2 separate regions of the Gossypium hirsutum genome follow, and region 2 is linked to region 1. The links are chromatin contacts, called in public Hi-C maps. All regions are on one chromosome and are shown on one strand. Each heading gives the region's core, a stretch centred on a gene start, on an enhancer-like site or on the middle of the called end of the contact. The rest is flanking DNA. Distances are from core to core; before and after follow the strand shown. Region 1 has its middle 20 kb from the start of LOC107900651. Region 2 holds the start of LOC107900647.

The links. A called contact is a pair of places that touch in the nucleus more often than the background predicts.
Region 2: a Hi-C map of leaf shows a contact between it and region 1, with 3 times the contacts expected there. The contact joins the promoter of LOC107900647 here to the enhancer-like site in region 1. A contact is called at or near these places in 8 of 34 Hi-C or Micro-C datasets (anther, hypocotyl, leaf and 1 more).

The regions. Positions count from the first base shown.
Region 1 is chrD06:48,468,872-48,472,456 of Gossypium_hirsutum_v2.1, forward strand. No RefSeq gene overlaps it. Among protein-coding and RNA genes, the nearest start is that of LOC107900651, 20 kb to the right of the region's middle. Within about 2 kb of position 1,535, at least 2 of the 9 cell types and tissues checked have an H3K27ac peak or open chromatin away from gene starts, as enhancers often do. A contact at or near this core is called in leaf, where this site is marked.
Region 2 is chrD06:48,536,159-48,539,304 of Gossypium_hirsutum_v2.1, forward strand. LOC107900647 reads right to left here and starts at 1,280. Exons shown (of 12, transcript XM_016826318.2): 1 at 1,038-1,280; 2 at 836-952; 3 at 447-579. The coding sequence starts at 1,215. LOC107900649 reads right to left here. Exons shown (of 4, transcript XM_016826320.2): 1 at 2,691-3,146; 2 at 2,181-2,532; 3 at 1,883-2,025; 4 at 1,419-1,765. The coding sequence starts at 2,798. The coding sequence ends at 1,616.

The DNA.
Region 1 (3,585 bases), core at 285-2,784:
TCAGCATTCTGATATTGTCTTCCACGAACAATGAGACCCTCTCTCTGAGAGTTGGTTTTAACCATAAGATGTTTCATCTTATCATACGAGGCTGAAGAATCATAAACCTCATCAACCGTGAAAGACTCGCGGCTATATAAAATCTTATCTCTAAAGGTTGAAAAAGACGGGGGCAACGAACAAAGTAGAATCAACCCTAGATCTTCCTTATTATACTAAACCTCCATGGCCTCCAAGTTTGAGAGAATTTTTTTAAACACTGTTAAGTGTTCGTGCACAAATGCACCTTCCTCCAAACGATGAGCATAAAGGCGTTGTTTCATATGCAGCTTGCTAGTTAGATTTTTCGACATACATATTTGTTTCAACCTCTTCCATAATCCAGCAGCAGTCTTCTCATTCATCACATCCTGCAAAATTTCGTTAGACAAATGCAGATGTAATTGTGTTAACACCTTTTGATCCTTGCACTTCTTCTCTTCCTCTGTCAATGTTAAAGGCATCTTATCTACCCCTAATAGGGCTTCTTCAAAGTCTATCTGTGCAAGAACTGCCTACATCTTTATCTACCACAACGCGAATCTGGTGTTGCGATCCAACAGTAAAATTTCATACTTCAAAGACGCCATTACCGTGATTGAGATGAACAACCCAGAAGCTCTGATACCAATTTGTAAAAAAATAGAACGTTGGTAATGACAATTTATAGCAAAGAAAAAAGAGAGAGAAAAATAAAGAATAAACAGATTTTACGTGGAAACCCTTTCGGGCAAAAAATCACGGGCAAAGGAGAAAATAATTCACTATGTCAAATTAGAATAATTACAAGAGGAGTAGACTATGTCTATTTATAAGCTTGTAAAATCATATTCTAATAGGAGTGTAGTAAGATTGAAACACCTTATTCTAATCAATATGAAATAGATGGAGTTTAATAAGGCTTAAAAAACCTTATTCTAAAATAAAATAAAAGAAGTGTAGTTCTATAGGGATTTTACTTTTATTTTATTTTACCACTGTATTTTATTTAAATAAGGATTCGGGTCACTTAATTCTAACAAAATGAATGCGGAAACAAATAGAACAATTAGCCAAAATAGCAATTCGCAACTCTCAACACAATAAAAAATAATACCACAAATGTACAAAGTACTACCTATTTATAGGCATCCTATGCAATAACAATAAATGTCGAGAAATCTAGATAAATTTAACTTCCTTTGTGCTTCATAATCAATCAATAGAGTCTTAAGGTAATCAAAAAATCCTTCCTTGAAAATAGCCATTGACTACGTCTTAAAAGTTTTCTCCCTTTAATGCAAGTCGAATTCTACTTCAAACTCTTCACATACTACTCTTAATAATTTCATTTTTTGAGAGCAGGAATAATGTATTTCATAAGGCCCATTTGTTTTAAAAGTAAGGCCTATATCAAAAAGGGCAACACATAAAAATACTCAGGCTATATATTAAATTATGACTGACCAAATCCATGACCAACCAGGTCACTGGACAAACATTGCTGGATAGTTGTCATCCTAACAATCCCCTCCCCCTTTGACTTTTAGACAAAAAAATAAACTAAAGGTCGTACTCTACTCTCCTTATTTGCATGAACTCTCAAACAATAACAACAACCAATCAATTTAATCAAGGCATATTAGCAAAATTCAAAAGATCTTCTTCAACATCCATTTGATAAAAAAAACAAGAATCAAGATAATCAGGAAGAGTATAAAGAATTTTCAGTTGTACAATAATTGCAAAATACGTCTCAATACTCCCCTTTTCTCCAATTTTCCCATCTAATAGGACAAAACCAACAAGCTCCTAAAATCGCATAAAACCTCACCTAACAAAAAACACTGGAATCAAGAAATCATAAGAGTATAAAATGACACCCAAATGAAATGAAAACCATATGACAAGATTGTAGCTAAGCCCTACACAAATCAAAAGGAAAGATCGCAACATTTCGAAATTAAACCAAGCCATAAACATTATTGGCAGCCTTCACCAATGAATTTGAAAAGACATTTGTTACAACTCACGTAAACATCCAAGAACATTCACAATCAAACCAACCCTCCCATGTAAAGGATTCTGCAAAACCATCACCCTTCCAACAATTTCAAAAAAATGACATAGTTTTTCTTTGTAAAAAATCTCCAAGGCCTCACAACAAAGCTCATATACCATGATACTACCTCTTATAGACAGAATCGACACAAGCATAGTTCAAATTCTCAAGTCACCTAAACATGACAAACAAACCTCCTAAATTTATGTAATTTTTTAATTGGTTAATGTTGATGCGAATCAATGACTAAATTGGTTGAACCATCAATTCAGATTTAAAAATATAAGCAAAAACTCAACTAAAATTAACGAAAACTTAGAAAAAAAATGAAAACAAAAATAATAAAAGTATCATAAATATAAACCCAATCCTAAGTAAATAATATTCTGATTTTTAAAAAATGTGATTTTTTTTTCAAATGCTTTGTATTTGACAAGATATTTACTCTCTCTCCTCCGCCCCTTAGTTTCTTGCTTTGTATGATGCATAAATTTAATGGTTTAGTCATTAATGGTTTTACTTTTTAGTGTGCCTGTATTTTTAGTCACCACATGGTTTTAGTCAATATTTTTAGAATCGGGTAGGTAGTTAAATTGGTCAGATTGTTAATTCTCAATTTAATCTATTTAGGTTTTTTACTGGAATATATTAAAAAATTAAATATCGAAATATGTTGTCAAATAGATTAATTACTGAAATGGTATGTTTTTTAAATGGTGCTTATCTGACAGGTGCCAATCAATTTTTTATATTATTTTTTTCTTTTTTGATTTAAATAAAATATTATTTTTTTTATTTTTATTAAAAATATTTAAATATAAAAAATAGGTAAAAATACGGTCAACGGGACAAAATACAGGTAAAAAATGGGTCAACGGGTCGCGCCTGTCAGATAGGCGCCACTAATTGCTCCTGACAAGTAGGCGCCAATGCCCATGCTATTGCCTCTGTCCCTTCCACCATGGTGTTGTCCCTTCCAGCAGGCTATTGTCCCTTCAATGGGAAAAAATTACAAATAGGGGACCTTATAAGTATGGTCCCCCAAACCCCATGTATCAACTGGAAAAGAGAAAGAAAAGAGAGAAAGGAGAAGAAGAAGAAAGAAAGAAAGAAAGAAGGTAATGCATTATTTTAGTAAATAATTTTGTTTATAATTTAAAGAGTTTAATTAAGATATTGTGATTTTTTTGTTATTAATTATTATTTATAAATTATTTATGTTTAGTGTTTATAGTTTTGGATTAGTATTTTGTATGAATGTAATTTTTTTTTTACTTTTTATAATTATTTTAAAATTAATTTGTTAGTAATTTAGAATTATGTTATAAATTTTTGTGTTTTTAATTATTTTAAAATTAATTTATTAGTAATTTAAATTTGTAAGACTTCAATATTATATTATAAGACTTCAATATTATATTTGAAATTTAAATTTGTTTAATCTTTTATCTTTTTATTATGAAATTATAAATCTCGCTAAGGGATTAATAACATTTGATCTATTT
Region 2 (3,146 bases), core at 30-2,529, 67 kb after region 1:
GAAAGCAAACATCCAAAACAATAGGAGTTAAGAGTGGATAATTGACAGTTAATTCTAACACTAAGGAACCTATATATTTGTAAGTCATAAGAAATCCGGATAAGATAAATCTAGAAACAGAATTGTCAATTTTGTACTGAAATTTCCATATGTAGGTTTAGAATGAAGTTTAAAAGTAATGTTCTATTGGAATCATCCTGTGACTCTTAAGCAGCTTTGCATGCAAGTGCCTCTTTATAAGTGCATTTATTTATGTATGGATGCCCGTGTACAAGAGTAGAAAAAAAAATCAACAAAATGGAGTTGAAAATAGCATGAACGAAAAAGAATTGCAGCAATCAAGTAACCAAAACTAGCTGAACAAGAGAGAAAAGACCATCTAAATGACTTAATCAAATGTGCTGAAATGAAAGTGTTACAGTAAAATTATCAGGGGAAAACACTACCATTCCGACTTGGCTTGCTGTGGATTTATAGGCAAACGATGACCAAGCAATCTTCGGACAGCCAGAGCCTCGGAAGTGCTTTCATCAGCCAATCTCAAACATCTTGACCTTATGTCCCCAACAGCAGGACCACCTAAACATTATCAACTCAGCGACATTATTTTATCTCACATCAAAGGAAATTTCCAAATCATTATAAGAACCAAGACACAATCTAATAAAAATAAAGGCCATCTGATTAAACAATTCAAGTGCAGGCAAAATTCTTTCGTTTATTTCAAGACTTAACTTCAACAACTAAAGTTTCCTATGTCAACTGAGAGTTGTCTTCTGATAATTGACAAACTAATGATATCAGATTTCGCGTTAGAAATGCGTAAAATATTTACCGAGAACTCGAACAATCTCGGCAGTACTTCCTCCATCATCAGAAACAGGAAGAACATGGGCAACGCGAACTGTTAACTTCTTAAGCTCTTCTACAACGCCATTAAATGCCGTCCCACCTAGAACCACCATAAACGAATCCACGTTAGGACTTTTTAATCAAATTTGAAATATTTATCAATCAAAGCGAGGAGAAAAGAGTACCTGAGAAAACGAGTAAGGAGGGCTGGGAAGGTCGAGGGTTAGAGGAGCAATGAAAGTGGGCAGCCATGGATTTAGATGGAAAATGGAGGGGTAATTTTGGGGTTTTGAGAAAAAAAGAAGGCAGAGGGGGAGAGGGTTTAGAGTAAAAGCCTCCTATCAAACTGTAAGTGTCCGCCATATTCCCGCTATTTCCAATATTTTCCCTTTTCTGTAAATAACTTTTCACCTTTTATATTTTATTTTATTTCCTATTTTTTGTGAACAAAAAAGGAGTATAAAACTTAAAAATTATATATTTTTTATTATATAATCCTTCGAGCTTTTGCGGACCGTTCATGGAATTTGGTGGATACGCGATTAGAACAGGAGACAACCAATGAGTTTTTGCACGTTAATTAATGCTTTGTTTGTAATTAAAAGATGAAATTAATACTAATGTTATCTGATTAATACAAGGAAACACTGCAATTTAGACAACAACTCTCCATCAAATCATGCCTACTAGACTGCCTAGTTCTCTCCATTTTTTCAAACCATGTAAATGTCCTGTCTTATTCTAAAATCCATTTTAACTTTATTTAAATAATCTCCCAATCCGATTCGGAAAATCCCATTTCTTGTGACTCAGATTTGTTGCTTTCACTGGATTGCTCAACACTGTTTCGATGCTGCTCATCATCAGGCTTCCATAACCTTGACTTCAAAGAAAAAGCCTCCTGAAACTTCTCCTGTCCCACAAAACAACAACTAAGCATTCCTGAAAGAGGTTGTTCATGTCAAGCTAAACATCCGTGAGGCGCCTGAATTTTTACCAAAATATACGATGGAGGGTGAGAGTATCCTACCTTGAATGATCGGCGTTCTTGTAATTCATTAGAAAGAGAATGAAGCTCACTGCTGTCCACCAGAATCCAGCTTTCTTCAAGCTTCACCTTATTAAGCGATGGAACAGGAGCTGGAACAGTTTCTAGTTCCAATTTCAGAACAGCTGCAACAAAATCACTTAATCTCATTACTTTAACTAATCCTTTGATTCCACAACCGAATGCAACTGGTTATTTTAATCTAATGCGGAGACCATTTTAGAAAGACAAAAAAAATAAGGATAGATGTATATATCATACCAACAGAATGAATACCTACCCTTTGATTCTAATAAGGCGTCATCTAGAGTAGAATCAGTGTCATGAGCTTCATTCTTGCATGCTTGAGCCAAGCCACGCTCATTCTCTGTGCTTTGCCCTGAAGATGAACCTAAATGTATATTTTTAATATATTTGACATGGATCAGTTCTTTCTGAATGCAATCTTTATTAACATTTATGTTTGAATCTTTATTGGCTGTGACAGCAGCATTTTGCAATAGAGACAAGTTAAGTTCTTCCTTCGAATTGGTAGGAGATGAAGGGAGCACTTCTTGCATTAGTTCTGTACAGAATTGCCTAACATTAGCTCCCACAGTCTGCAACTGGTCTTCAACGTATTGGAATGTTTCCTAACATCAAAATTATGAGATATTAGAAGCATTGGAAAATTTCATTAAGATACAGAAAATAAAGGTGCCAATACCGAACTTCATTTACGCATATAGAAGCAGTAAAAGTGTTCATATTCTAGCTTTACAAGAGTAAAAGGATGAATGGTAAACAATACCTGGCAGACCATATCATCCATCTCCAAGCACAAAGCTTCAAACCTCTGATAAATGTTACCAACCCAAACTATGCCTTTAAATTTGCTATCCATATTGAATTGAAACATGGATGACTTAGTTCACTTTTCAGACACAGAAACAGGTTTAATCCACTAGGGTGTTACATTAACTGCAGAATACCCTGGTTCAAGACTTACGTTAGTGAAACTCGACATCCAAGTACAAACAAGGAACGACTAGACCAAACTTAATTTCCCAGAAACATGCTATACAACATCATATTTCCAGCAATGCTTGTGATCATAGTTCAAGTCCACGAAAGCAAATAAAATTTCAGCAAAAACAGGCTGAAATCACAAAAGCAAAAAATGAACATGTAGACAAGTCCCCAAAATTGTGGTGTAGCAGTCAAAAGCATTGAAGTTTTTGCTTCGAGTTGCAACATCTAGAACTGA